5 separate regions of the Mus musculus genome follow, and all the other regions are linked to region 2. The links are chromatin contacts, called in public Micro-C, promoter capture Hi-C and targeted proximity ligation maps. All regions are on one chromosome and are shown on one strand. The core of a region is the stretch at or near the end of the contact, and the rest is flanking DNA. Distances in the headings are between cores, read along the strand shown. Region 1 holds the start of Best1 (bestrophin 1). Region 2 holds the start of Lrrc10b (leucine rich repeat containing 10B). Region 3 holds the start of Fads3 (fatty acid desaturase 3). Region 4 overlaps Fads2 (fatty acid desaturase 2). Region 5 holds the start of Fads2 (fatty acid desaturase 2).

The links. Promoter capture Hi-C pulls out the DNA fragments that hold promoters and counts their contacts. Hi-C and Micro-C count contacts between places; a contact is called where the count stands out from the background.
Region 1: a contact with region 2 is called in a promoter capture Hi-C map of embryonic stem cells, with 8 read pairs. A contact is called at or near these places in 1 of 39 promoter capture datasets (embryonic stem cells), 1 of 484 Hi-C or Micro-C datasets (the G1E-ER4 cell line) and 1 of 130 datasets of targeted methods (pancreatic cancer cells).
Region 3: a contact with region 2 is called in a targeted proximity ligation map of pancreatic cancer cells. A contact is called at or near these places in 3 of 39 promoter capture datasets (embryonic stem cells, liver and stem cell-derived epiblast-like cells), 1 of 130 datasets of targeted methods (pancreatic cancer cells) and 1 of 9 other capture datasets (adipose tissue).
Region 4: a promoter capture Hi-C map of pre-B cells shows a contact between it and region 2, with 2.5 times the contacts expected there. A contact is called at or near these places in 3 of 39 promoter capture datasets (the SN4741 cell line, embryonic stem cells and pre-B cells), 1 of 484 Hi-C or Micro-C datasets (bone marrow-derived macrophages) and 2 of 130 datasets of targeted methods (large pre-B cells and pancreatic cancer cells).
Region 5: a Micro-C map of embryonic stem cells shows a contact between it and region 2, with 6 times the contacts expected there. A contact is called at or near these places in 3 of 39 promoter capture datasets (all in embryonic stem cells) and 1 of 484 Hi-C or Micro-C datasets (embryonic stem cells).

Annotation. Positions count from the first base shown.
Region 1 is chr19:10,000,356-10,003,055 of GRCm38.p6, reverse strand. It overlaps Best1 (bestrophin 1), which reads left to right and starts at 1,423. Exons shown (of 12, transcript NM_011913.2): 1 at 1,423-1,598. It also overlaps a transcript of Rab3il1 not described here.
Region 2 is chr19:10,456,189-10,458,888 of GRCm38.p6, reverse strand. Lrrc10b (leucine rich repeat containing 10B) reads left to right here and starts at 1,442. Exons shown (of 1, transcript NM_001111140.2): 1 at 1,442-2,700. The coding sequence starts at 1,574. The coding sequence ends at 2,452.
Region 3 is chr19:10,040,104-10,042,803 of GRCm38.p6, reverse strand. It overlaps Fads3 (fatty acid desaturase 3), which reads right to left and starts at 1,256. Exons shown (of 12, transcript NM_021890.3): 1 at 848-1,256. The coding sequence starts at 1,072.
Region 4 is chr19:10,063,042-10,065,741 of GRCm38.p6, reverse strand. It overlaps Fads2 (fatty acid desaturase 2), which reads left to right. Exons shown (of 12, transcript NM_019699.2): 10 at 61-140; 11 at 931-1,056; 12 at 1,428-2,700. The coding sequence ends at 1,479. Among named protein-coding and RNA genes, the nearest start is that of Gm29917, 16 kb to the right of the region's middle.
Region 5 is chr19:10,100,063-10,102,762 of GRCm38.p6, reverse strand. It overlaps Fads2 (fatty acid desaturase 2), which reads left to right and starts at 1,260. Exons shown (of 12, transcript NM_019699.2): 1 at 1,260-1,540. The coding sequence starts at 1,334.

The DNA of each region.
Region 1 (2,700 bases), core at 174-2,673, 460 kb after region 2:
CCATCGCCCGAAGCCAACCTCTCAACCCAGGTTGTACACCTGACTCAGATGTAGATAACAGTGCTTGCGGTCAAGGCTTAGTTTGATTCGTGAGACCCACAAGCTGGAAGGAGAGAACCAACTCCTGAAAGTTGTCCTCTGACCTCCGAATGTGTACTGTGGTATTCAAGCACACACACACACACACACACACACACACACACACACACCAATAAGTAAACAAAACTAAAAAAAAAAAAATGAAATGCAGATTATGACTGAGGAGGTCTGGGGTGGAAGCCTCAGATCCTTGCATCTCTAACAATCTGTTGTATAGTGTGTGTGTGTGTGTGCTCAGGGGCCTCAGTGTGTGTGTGTGTGTGTTGTATAGTGTGTGTGCGTGCTAAGGGGCCTCAGTGTAAGAGTCCATGTTCTAAGAGGAAATAGACAGGCAAAGCAATTCACTGAGGCTGAGGAGCCCACAGAGAAAAAGGCTTTTGCTGCTTGATATCCCCCAAGGAACTTGGACTATGTAGTAGGTCTTTGTATCAAGAATTCAGTCAACTGTGGCTCACCAGTTAAGAGCAATGGCTCTTCTTCCGGAGGACCTGACTTTGATCTCCAGCACCCACATGTTGACTCACAACCATCTGAAACTCAAGTCTCAAGGGATACTGTGCCCTCTTCTGGCTGCATCAGGTACCAGGCATGCATATGTTATACAGATAAACACCTATACACATAAGACCAAAAACTAAATACATACATACATACATACATACATACATACATACAAACAAATAAATTCACTGAACAGATGGGGATTTGGTGAGAGGTAAGGGTAGGGTCAGGTCCTCACCTGGCTGGTAGCTGCAGGGTGGAGTCCATGAAGCACCACACGACTAGAGATCCTAGCTTTCCCCCAGGTTGTGCTGAGTTCTCACCATGTGTCTCTTTCTGGGTTGGTTCTGGTCTATTCTGTATTATTTCATTGCTATCTGTGGGATATGGCTTGGTGGTGCTGGGACTTGTCTCCCAGCCTTTCCCTGTCTCACCTTATCCCTGTTGCCCCTCTGAAAAGGTCAGAGGTTATTATGCCAGTCTCCCAGAGCTTTAGCAATGAGAGCTGCTTCGTGTCAGGAAAGAGGTATTGACTGTCTTCCTTCCTGTCCCTGGAGTGGCACTATATGTCCTCTGCCTCCCTGTCCAGCTGTGTTAATCCACCTCTTGGTTTCTTCCCTGTTTATTCTGTGATTGGCCCAGAGGAGGAGAGTGGGCTAGCAGGCACCCTATGCAGAACCTGGAGACAGCAGCCAGGTCTGCCAGGCCCAGCCCAGGGCCTACTGCTTACTGCCCTCTGCCAAGTCTGGTCCTCTTCTACCTGCCTGGCAAAGGTCAGGCCCTCTGTGATGCTCTTGTTGCCATGGCGATCTTAGATGAGGAGGCTGTAATGTTCTGGGTCCAGAACCTTCACCCATCAGCCCTATGTGCTCTGCTTGCTCCCTGACATGACTCTCTACCAGAGGGCTAGAGAGCATGGGCTCTGCTACCATCAAAGTCTTCTCTGCACACCCTTCATTCCTCAGACCTCCCTTCAAACCCTACAGAAACCCTAACAGGTAAGCCTCAGGCCCCAGGTAACCCTCCTCCAGGGCAGAGGTCATGGTTCGTGGTAGAAAGGGCCCAGGACCCAAACTTAGAAGACTTTAGGTCCCGGGTCCTAGTCCTGGTTCATTGGTAGTGATGTGGCCTTGGCCAAAAGGTCTGCCTTGAGCACCAGTGTCACCTGAGTGTTTTACACTCAACAGTCCCTCGGCAATGCCTCAGTGACTTGCCGTGGGCTGTTCTTATGTGCTTACATCTTCTCGGCTCAGTGAGCTTCTACTCCTGCTTCAAACACCAACTCCAGAGCTCCCACTCTGTAGGCTTCCCTGGCCTCTCAGACACTCTCACTCCCATTCTCTGCTGGAGGTTTTAAATATTTTTTTTTAGAGTCTCTCAACTCTTGTCTTCTTAGAGGCAGGAGTTAGAACAGATTCTACCCTGGTATCAGAGATGTTTTGTTGAATAACTTCTTGTGGGATGGAAAGGGAGAGTGGTCTTGGCTGCGCTGGGCACTCTCCTTGTAGGAGGTTATTCTGGGGTCCTGTATCCAGGTATGTCTTGGGCTTTACTGTATACCTGAGGCCTGTCTGGTTGACTGGAGACACATTTGTGTTTGAGGCCCGTGGGACACCATGTCTTATGTTTGAATGTGCTTAGAGTTGTGTGGGTCTAGGAGCAGATTGTTCACAGTGTCTCTGGAGACATCTTGAGACTGGAAGAAGCAGAGAGCAGCACTAGCAAGTGAAGAACTGGTTAACGGTGAAGAACTGGGCTTCACAGAAAACCAAAGAAGTTCTCCAGCACTTCCCAGCTCTTCTAAAATACTATGTAGCTACTGGTAATGGTCAAGGAGATAACGGCGACTTCCAAAGACAACTTTGATGATCACTGACACCTGAACAACTGGACTAGGCTTCCCTGGCAAGAACTAAGTCAATGGTGACCTCTAGTGACCAACATAAGGGATGCAGGAGTCCATTAAGGCAGTGTTTAAGGCAGTGTTTACAGGTGTTTTGTTTTGAACTACTCTGCTAGAAACATATTCAACTTTAATTAAATATATATTTATTGGACTGGGATTTATCTCAGTGGGAGGAGTTCTTGCCTGGTGTGCAT
Region 2 (2,700 bases), core at 193-2,692:
AACTTGCAGAAATCCTCTTGTTTCTGCCGGGAAAGATCTGGAATTACAGGCAGGAGCCACACCCCTGGGCTTTTGCTGTGTTGTTTCTCCAGGCTGGCTGATCAGCTGGGATTATAGAGGTAAACCAATGTGTCCTCCTTCCACTGTCCTAATTTCAAACTTCCATGGCAGTATGGATGGATTGGAGGACACTAAGTTCTGACAGCTAGGTCCTAGAGAAGGTGGGAGTGGGGCAGGGAGGAGAAAGTGGTCTGTTGACTGAGCGCTCACGGTACAACCTCTTGTCCCTTGTATAACCCTCAAGCAGGTTTTTCTAATCTCAGGAGGCCGCTTTCCTCCTCATTTCTGTGGGATTAATAATTCCTTTCTTAGTTTTTGCATTGTGAGTCAGAGACTCTGTTGAGGAAAAACTCGCTGGAGGGGTGGGTGGAATGCTGTGTTTTCTTTTACTGGGAAGGTGTATGCTTAGGAGTTGGGTTCTTGAGTCACACTGCCTGGCTTCAAACGCCAGCTTTTCTGGTCAACCAAAGCTTAATGTCTTTGAGCCTTGCTCAATGCCTCTTTTTTAAAGTATGGGAAGTAGCTTTTGGCAAAGTGACAGACACGTGGAGCTCTGGCAGAGAGAAAAGGGAGGAGGCTAGTGAGAGCAGCCGAGTCATAGAACCAAGATGATTGTTGTCGGTGCCACTCAAAGGTAGGCGCTTGTCCCAGTCCTCTGCCCACCATGGCCACACATAGACCTTGGGTGTTCTCGGAGGGGCTTGGGTATGAGCGGGTGCTAGAGCACCAGCAATGGGCGGAATCCGGGGAGGGCGGAGCCAAGCATAGTCCCACAAATCCTCAGATCTAAAAAAGACCAGAACATAACATTGTTCCGAGTTACTATCCTGAAGTGACCCCAACTGGGAGACTGGCCGCACGCCGCTGGACGTCGGGGGTGGAGGGGTAAAGTAAGTGACTTCGCCTTCAGGTACTACTCCAGTATCCCTCCTCCCTTTTTTCAGTCCCAGGTTTCTTCCTTCTGGACCCATTTTCCCTGAAGCACACACAGCTACACCAACCAAATGGCCTGCTGCGGCAAGTTTAGACAGCGTCGGACGTCGGGGCTCAGCGCTAACTAGCCCTGTGCCGGGTTTGCGCTCAGCCGCCGCCTGGGCTCAGGCTGGCTCACGGATAGGCTAGCTATCCAGGGACCAGCTTCAGCTTCAGGACCCTTCTCACGGTCCTCCTTGGCCCCGCCCCACCCCGCCCTCCCTTTGCCTATTGGCAGCCGCACGCGCGTCGGGGGTTGCCAGGGCGACGGGTCGCTAAGCTGCAAGTCAGCTCGAACTCCAGCCAGTCGGCCTCCGGCGGAGGCAGCGGGGGAGGCCGAAGGGCGGGTGGCCGAACGCGGTGCGGGGCGGCGGGGCCCAGGCGGGCGCCTCCTCTCGGCTCGGCACGGCCCCCCTCCCGGCACACAGGCAGGCCGGGGCGGGGGGCCCCCGAGGCCGGAGCGGCCCGGGCCCCGTCGGGGCGGCCAGGGCGTGGCGATGCCGGGTGGTGGCAGCGGCGTCCCGGGCCGGGGCCCGTGACCATGGGCATCGCAGAGTCCACGCCGGACGAGCTGCCGTCGGACGCCGAGGAGCAGCTGCGCAGCGGCGAGCAGCAGCTGGAGCTGAGCGGGCGGCGGTTGCGGCGGCTGCCTAGCGCCGTGTGCGCATTGAGCCGCTTGCAGAAGCTGTATGTGAGCGGCACCGGGCTGCGCGAGCTTCCCGAGGAGATCGAGGAGCTGCGCGAGCTGCGCATCCTGGCGCTCGACTTCAACAAGCTGGAGCGCCTGCCCGACGGCCTGTGTCGCCTACCGCGCCTCACGCGCCTCTACCTGGGCGGCAACCGTCTGCTGGCGCTGCCACCCGACTTTGCGCAGCTGCAGAGCCTGCGCTGCCTCTGGATCGAAGGCAACTTCCTGCGGCGCTTTCCGCGGCCGTTGTTGCGCCTGGTGGCGCTGCAATCGCTGCAGATGGGCGACAACCGGCTGCGCGCGCTGCCCGCCGAGCTGCCGCGCATGACCGGCTTGCGTGGCCTCTGGCTCTACGGCAATCGCTTCGAAGAGTTCCCGCCCGCGCTGTTGCGCATGGGCCGGCTGCACATCCTAGACCTCGACCGCAACCGCCTGGGCGGCTTCCCCGACCTGCACCCGCTTCGTGCGCTCCGAGTTTTCTCCTACGACCACAACCCAGTCACTGGACCCCCGCGGGTGGCAGACACCGTTTTCCTAGTGGGCGAGGGAGCCGTCGAGCGCATGGCTGAGCGCGACGAACCCATTCCGCGGCAGCCAGCCCGGCGTCCAACCCGGGCCTTTGATGATGAGGAGGAAGAAGACCTACTCATAGGAGGCGCAGGACCCAGGGCTCTGGGGCCCACCAGGGACAGCCTCCGAGCCTTGGAAGCTCCTCCAGGATTGGGCACCTGAGCCTCTTCCCTGAGTGATGGGTTGGCTACTCTGGAAGAAGGGACTCTGCGAGGTTGTGGTTGTTTGGATATACGGTGTTGCTGGGCCTCTTACTTGGGGCAGTGAAGGAGCATCATTGAATGAGCTGCCCGGCACAGGCAGGCCTGAGGCCATCTTCAGACAGTACTAGGCAGTAAGAAAGAGTCCCTGGGCTGACCTCTGGGCAGTTTTCAGACCAAGAAGTCTGGGATAGAGCCACTGATGGCACG
Region 3 (2,700 bases), core at 7-2,506, 420 kb after region 2:
CAAGTTCTTCCACTAGAGAATCATTCCCTCCAGTCTTAAAGACCTTCCGGGTACCCAATGTGACTAACCTACAATTTTGGATAGTCGAGGGCAGAGCACCATGGCCTCAACCTTTGTCCATGGAGTGGGACTGAAGGAGGAAGGGTCTGGGAAATTGCTTCACCACTGGGCTCTAGCCAGATAGTCCTTCAGGCCAGTTCCATCCCTTCTTGTCTAGACACGGACTGAGAATGGGAAGCCAGAGTCCCCAGGGGCTAGTCGGTGACTGGGGTGACTGTGCTTCCCGTGGAGGCCCACCCAGCCTGGCAAAGTCTTCCCACGTGTAGCTGCCAGCCCAGCAGAGGTGAGTCACTGGCCCTCAGAACAGTCTACACAAGTGCTGGATAAGCCACAGACCTCCAGGCCCTGCCCAAGCTCTGCTGCCCAGCCCCCAGTTTCTGATGGCACGTCCCTATCGCTAGGGACCCAGCCCTGCCCCAGGCTCTTGGAAGCACCAGAAAATAGTCTGTGACACTCAGAGCAGAAAAGAAACCCTCAGTACAACAGTGAGGGTACTTACCTGGGGCAGAATCTGCCCCTCACGGCACACCCACCTCTGGGGGCCCATTCTTCCCTGAGATCTATTTATTCCACAGACTGACCCAAACAGCCCATCCTCCGTGAAAGAAAGAGACCTCCTTCCCTCAGGCTCCATCTCAACTCTGGAGCCAGGGAAGGGGTCAAAGGTCAGAAAGAGCAAAAAGGATGCTAAGGTCCGCAGGTGGAATGAGACGCCAAGCCTATGAACAACGTCTCCCTCTCCACCGCTAGTGCCAGGCTCCACCCCGCCGGCTGTGGGTTAGCTTACCGTGGCGTCCTCCGCACCGTGGTGGCCGATGAGGCGGCTACCCCCTGGGTGCCGCTGTGCCCAGCGGCTGATGTCGTAGACACGGCGCTCGATGACCAGCCACTTGTCGCCTGGTAGGTCATGCTGGCGGATCTGCTCCCAGCGGAAGATGGGTAGGGGCGCCCCCAGCGGTGCGGGCCCCTCCCGCGGCCCGGGTCCCCCTCCGGGCTCCCCGACACCGCCCATTGCCGCTGTACACAAGTCCTCCGGACCCCGGTACGTGACCAAGGTCTAAGAGAGACACTGAGGGAGGCGAGGTGGCAATCAGGGGTCTTCCTCCGCCCGCCCCACCGGCCCCGCCCTGCCGCTGCGGCCGCCGTAAGAGCGTGCGCCTGCCCGGCTCTCCGCGCAGGGAACTTTTCCCTCCCTTATAACCGCGCTGACAGCGCTCGCCTCGCCCGCCCCTCGTCCCGGCCCCCGCGCTGGCCAGTCCCGCTCTCGCTCCAATCCAGGCGCGGCGCCTCCACATCTATTGGCTGCCCGGGGAGGGCGGTGTCGCGAAGGGGCTTGCCCCACCCTCGAGGGCCTGGGGCCACCACGCCCGGCACTGCCCCCGGGGCACTGCCCCCCCCCCCCCCCAGTTTCTCGGACTCTCGGCTCAACTGAGAAGGCGGGGGATGGGGACCCAGCGCGCACGGGAGTCCTGCAGGCCGCTGCGCCCAGGCACACCCGCAGGGGCCCGAAATGAGCCCAAGTCTGAGCCCTGAAAGGCTGAGAAATGTAGTTAGGGACGTCACCGGTCTTTAACCAGGCATCCCAGGTAGCTAGAAATGAGGACACTACCTTGGGGTGACTGTCAACAGCCACCAAACAATGGACCTCATCCCCCAGTAAACCCTCAATATCCACGCGAGGAAGCCATCTAAAGCAATCTGCAGGAGCAGATGGCCTCTCCTCCTGGCTGTACGCAGGATTGGGGATGCCCAGGTTGGCCACTGGAGGAGGAGCAGAGGACACTGCTGCGTGGAGGTCTGCCGTTCAGGAGATGAAAGAATGGTCCAGTCTGCAATGGGTGGCTTGCTTGTCACCACCTCCCAGTTCTCCCCATTCATGGTGTCACATTTTTGACTTATTAAATTCAAATCCTCTTGAGAGTGTAACTACGTTCCCAATTGTACGATGTTTCTTTGAGACAGACATCAGTTCCTTAAAAGTTAAAAGCTTTCACAACTGGCAAACTTGAAGGTCCATCAGAATTTCCTTGAGGGCTAGTTAAAACAGACTCCCGCACACCACCCTAGTGTGACTCAGGGCAGAAAGGTGAGGCAGACCTGTTTGTTGGGAGCAAATCTTTTCAGAACCTTAAAGTGTATTTTTTCCAATGTGCAAACATTTCCTCTTGGTCTACCTAAGGATTTGTAGGTGACCTGACCTCTAAGGCACCCCTGTGGATAACAAAACCAACCTGTGTTTCTTGCCTACAAAAAACCAGTATATGCATGTAACCTTCACATATCCCCTCATACACTTTAAGTCAGCTCTGAATTCTTAATAATGTCTAATGTGATGTAAATGCTCTATAAATAATTGTTCACTGCATTGTTTAGGGAACAATAAGACTAAAAAAGGCTGAAAGCATTCACTCCAGATGCAACTATTACAGGCCTAAATACACAGGACAAGGAGGAAAGCAGAGGCGAGCAATACTCTAAAGAATGTTGGTTAGATACCTGGGACCTGTGAGATGAGGAGAGGTGACATCAGGGGCAGCCTACGTACACACTGCCTCCATGGAGAGTGAGGAGGGTGTCACAGTCCAGTCTTACATTTGGGAAACTTCCAGAATTCTTTTCTGAACATGTCCAATCTACTCC
Region 4 (2,700 bases), core at 47-2,546, 390 kb after region 2:
GTCCAGGTCCTTTGGTTTTGTTCTTACACACCAGCCACTGATGCCCTGTCCCCTCTGCAGCTGGCAGCCACCTGCAATGTGGAGCAGTCCTTCTTCAATGACTGGTTCAGCGGGCACCTCAATTTCCAGATTGAGCACCAGTGAGTACAGCCCAGCAATGTTGGGGGTGTGGGGGGAAGAGGGGAGACAAGGAGCGGGAGGGCAGTGGCCACTAACCCACAGGCCAAGGGTGCCATGAGGTTTATCTTCTCTTCTTGGCAAAACCACCACCACCCCACCCTAGAGCACAGCTGGGCAGGAGAGGGGCTCTGGGATCAGCGTGCCCTGGAGGCATTGCTGTCCAGGCTCTGTGCCACATGGGCCATCCTGGGGACTGCACTCCTTCACGTGTGGCCTCTTTGCAGATATAGAAAGCTTACAAGACTATCCTGCAGACCTATAAGGGGCCTGGTTATTGGCTGGGAAACTGAGGACCAGCTAGATAGCATATCTGGTACACAGGGGCCCAAAGGGTCCCTGCTGCCTGCTGCCTCTTCCTGTATCTCTCATCTTTTCTTATTCTTCTCATCTTCCATCCGTTTCTTTCATTTCCTTTTTTTTTTTTTTTTGGCTTAGTGTTGAACTTACATAGGTCTTCTGCCTTGGCCTCCCACATGATGAGGCCAGGGGCGTGAGCCCTGATACCCTTTTTCTTTTTGTTTTTTAACATAAGACTCTTGTGTTTGGCTGTTCAATTCGGCTTTCTGCAGTGCCCCTGTTCATAAATTGCCCCTCTACACACCACCAGTAACATCTTCAGGCAGTTGGCAGGAGCCACAGTCTAGTCCTGGTTTAAGATAGGACCTCAGCCCTGCCTGCCTCCCTGGGTTGGAGAGGAGGTGGAGAACATGGGTCTTGGGTTGCACTCACTCTGCCCACCTGCTCCCCCAGCCTCTTCCCCACTATGCCACGTCACAACCTGCACAAGATTGCCCCACTGGTGAAGTCTCTCTGCGCCAAGCATGGCATTGAATACCAGGAGAAGCCGTTGCTGAGGGCCCTGATCGACATTGTGAGGTGAGGGGTGAGCTCCACAAGGGCTGAAGCTCTGGAGCACTGGAAGGGGCCAGAGATGAGGTGGGGCTGAGGAGGTGAGAGGCACATGGCTGGCCTTACTCACAGTAGGGACTCTAGCTCACAGTGGGGATTCCTGTCTACCCAGGGCTAGAAGAGGACCTCCCCTCTCTCCTTTCCCAGGGGTTTCTCTGGGGTGTATTAGTCAGTAGCCCACAGCTCCTGTGGTATCCTGTGGTAAGTGGTGAGCCCTAGTCAGTAGCTGAGAGGAAGCACCTGCCGCCCCAACATGACTTCCCACAAGTCTCACTGCCTGGAGGCCGAGGTTCCTTCCATCTGGTTCCTGAGCCCTGCCCCCCTCTCTCTATTTGCAGTTCACTGAAGAAGTCTGGGGAGCTGTGGCTGGATGCTTACCTCCATAAATGAAGCTGCCGTCCTCCGGGCACCCTCGGGAAAGGGGCACTGTTGGGTGACAGCCAGAGGGAGGGGAGGGCTTTTGTTCTGAAGGGTTCTCATGAGACTGAAGTGTCTGCTGCCTCACATTCCCCGGGCTTGCATCCTTTCTTGTTATTCCTCTTCCCTCACCCCTACCTACTCCATTCTCATGGAGTTCCCCCTTTGTCAGCCCTGACCCCATCCCCTCTGCCTCCCAGTCCCTTCTCCCAGAGAGCCGGAGAGGTGGTTGTCTCAGGTGGTTACGCGTCTGCCTTTAACTTCTGCACCTAAAGATTCCTGGTATGAGATTCTGCTCCTGGCAGCCTAGTCCCCACCCCCTTCTGTCCCACAGACACTCTGGGGGCCTGTGGAACAGGAGTCCAGGACTTGGCTCTACACTCCCTGTCAGCATTATGGTGTAGTCATTTGGGTGAAGACATGCTTCGTTCTGAGTGTCTTTCCCATGGCTGGGATTGGTACTTGAGGCTTCTTTCCAGCTGCCAAGGACCACCTTAGACTTTGAGGACCAAGGAAAAGTTCTCTCATGCCCACCATCACAACTCCAGACCATAGGGTTTGTACAGGTTCTATTTCATCATCTACCCAACTCCAGAAACCAAAGGGAGTGTTCCTTGTGCGGGCTCAGGAGAGGCAGTAGCCAGGTTGAAGGAGGGACTGACCAGCCTGGAACTTTAACCTCTCCCACTACAGTCAGGTGCTTCTGAGTTAAAAGGCCCAAGATTCTAGAAGGATCAGATCTTTTTCCAGATCCTCTGGCCAGTTCCAGATGCTTGGTCTAGAGAATGTGGACCTTGCAGGAGAGCCCCTGAGCAGCTCTCCCCAGGATAGAGCTGCCAATCTAGCCAGCACTTGGCTTCTTTTTGGCTCATCCCTGTCTTTACAGATGTTTGTTTGCTTGTTTGTTTTAGCTGTTGTGTTAACATTTCCTACAGAATTCTTCTTAATAGGAGAGTAGCAGAGGGCTGGCTGGGTCTTAGGACAATCCATCTTTACTAGATGTCCCTTGCCCTTCAGGTAGAGCTAGGCTTCGCCTTCAAGGCCACAGTATACGCTGTGGCTTGAGGTTGCTGCTATCAGAAAGGCAGGAAAAACAGGGTAGGGTGTGAGGTCTCAGGAGGGCTGTTGGGGGTACCCAGTGAGGCTCAAGCAGGAGTGTAGAGGGAAGAGGAGGCTGAGGGCATGAGGGAAATG
Region 5 (2,700 bases), core at 11-2,510, 360 kb after region 2:
TAGCTAAGCATGTATGTCTTGACCATTTTATCTCTCTTACCCTCAGACTCTTCATTTTGAAGTTAGCTATAACAATATCATAGGATTGTGGTGAGACTTTAGCGAATAGGGCCTTTCTTCCTACTATACTCCCTTGGTATCAGTGTCTCTCTTGCCTGCAAGTGGTGTACTACTGTCAAATCAATCGCGGGCTTTTATTGCTTTCATGTTTCCCAACCAGGCTTGTGAACTCTTTCTCAGTCGAAGACAAGAAAGGTGTCCAGTTTATCCTGGCACCCTCCCCAGAAGCCACTCCCGCGGCACTTAGCACGAGGAAGAAAGCAGAGATTCCACCGTTCTTTTCCAAGATGACCAAGTTGAAAGGATTCAGAGCCCTGGTTAAACAGAGACCCACTCCTGGCTCCTTTCTCTAGGAAGGTTTCAGGAAAGCAATAAACAATATGGATCTCTTAGACAATGTGAGATACAGGAGACTTGAGTCCCATCTAGCCAGGCAGAAATATCACCTAGTCATGACAGCCCAGGAGGGGGCCTTGTTTAGCCGGAGGCCGAGCGTTGTTCACCATAACCGCTGCGCCTCCTTTGTGCGAGCATCAGGTGCAAATCCCCGGCCGAGCGCGTTGGCGCTCTGAAGCGCGCAAAGAAAAGCCCAGCTGCCGCCCCCGCCCCCCCCCCCGCCCCCCGCTCTCCCCTCCCAGCTTCTCAGAGATCTACTCCCGCTTCCCCGGCTCCAGGCAGCGAAGGGAGGAGGAGGAGGTCAGACACGTCGCCGACCGCCCAGCAGGGCTTAACTCCATGCGGGCGGGCGCGAGGGAGGGGGAAGCCGCGGACCCGCCGCTCCAGCCCGCTGGCCTTCGAAAGATCCTCCTGGGCCAATGGCAGGCGGGGCGACGAGCCCTGATTGGTGCAGGCGCTCTGCTGATCACTGTGGAAACCCGGGTGGCGGGGAACTCGGGAGGATGCGGAGCCGGGAACGGGGGGAGCCAGAGGGGTGGGGGGAGGAGGCAGCGAGGCCCTGAGCTATCCTGGAGTTTTCACCGGAGGCAAAAGTCCACAGCAGGCGGGCCTAGGGTGGGCGGAGGAAGGGGACCGCTTGGGGGCACTGGGAAGCCAGGGGTACTCCTGAGGGAAGGCAGGGGTACTGGCTAGCTAGTGAAGGCGAGGAGGAGCGAAAGCGAGGGGAGGAGGCACGGTGGGAGGAGGAGTAGAAGACAAAAGCCGAAAGCGAGGAGGGCGCCGACCGCACACTGCGGCCAGGAGAGGGACCGTCGGTGTTGCGAGCCGCGGGCGCCCGGAGGCCGTAGCGCACGGGGCATCCGGGTAGACTGGCAGCATGGGGAAGGGAGGTAACCAGGGAGAGGGGAGCACCGAGCGCCAGGCTCCGATGCCCACCTTCCGTTGGGAGGAGATTCAGAAGCACAACCTGCGCACCGACCGGTGGCTCGTCATCGACCGCAAGGTCTACAACGTTACCAAATGGTCCCAGCGGCACCCGGGGGGCCACCGTGTCATCGGACACTATTCGGGAGAAGATGCTACGGTAAGAGTCTGGGGGTGCCAGCCACTCTTGTCTGCTGCAGGCTGGTGTCAGGAGCCCGGGGTCCCTGGGCGCCAAACAGATCCCCGGTTCTTAAAGGAGCGCAGGACGTTCAGCAGGGAAAGAAAGTGTACCAACTGCCCTCACCTCCCTCCTGGAATCGTTCTCCTCTGGGTCAACTGGGCAGACTTTGGCCGAGCCTTTTGGACGCCAGGCCTTAGCACCTCTGTGGAAGTCCCATCAGTGGTAAACTGTGCCCGGTGCATGTTCACAGCGCATACTGCGCGCTGTTCCAGCCGGAGCCTGGGACTCTCCAAAGGGGGCGCTCCAGCCTTCGTGTTCGGCGCTCCCCAAGTGGAAGATGGCCACCCTTGGGCGCCGGGGAGAGGAGCCTGAGAGCGGGCAGCCATATGTGGGACTCTCCTGCCAGACCAGGGGGCGGAGAAGGAAAGCTGGTTCCTGGCCAGGACTCGCTCCTGCTTGGACTCCTGTCTAAGAAGGTCCACAATGGCTGCCCGACAGAGACTTCCTAGTAGTTCAGATTCCCACGCTCCCGAGGATTATCCCGACTCACTCCAAGTGCCAGCCTTCTGGGAAATCCTGGTGGGGAATTGGTGGAAGGCGAACGGGCTGGATTTTGCAAAATTCAGGTCCGCAGGGGATCTAGAAGGTGAATCTAAGACTGGCTTGGCAACAGGTCCATCTGCCTCTGGGGTTACTATCGGACATTCAACTCAATGGCCCTCTGTTTTTAGATCCTGCCAGGATCACCCTTCCCCTCTTGCACTCATGGAGGTTGTTGAAGTCTCTGAGACCTCTGTGGAACGGAGGCTATCCTATATTGCACAGTACCCCATACCGTGCCTGGCCCCACCCCCAACCATAAAGTGATTGTGTAGTCAGGTGGGTAAGAGGAGAAACAAAGTCAAAGAGGAAAGCCAGACCTTTCTTGGCACCTTTCTTGGTGGGCTGAAAGCAGAGGAAAAGATGTAGCTGGAGAGAGCTTGGGAAAGACGAGTGGGAGGAGGCTGAGAAGAGGGATAAACTTATCAGACCGCACTCCACATCAAAGTCCAGGATGCTGACTTGAGTGTGGGCTTTTCTTGTGCAAGTTTGATAGTTTCAATTCTTACCTTCCATGTCTTTTCTTTTTGAGATCAGCC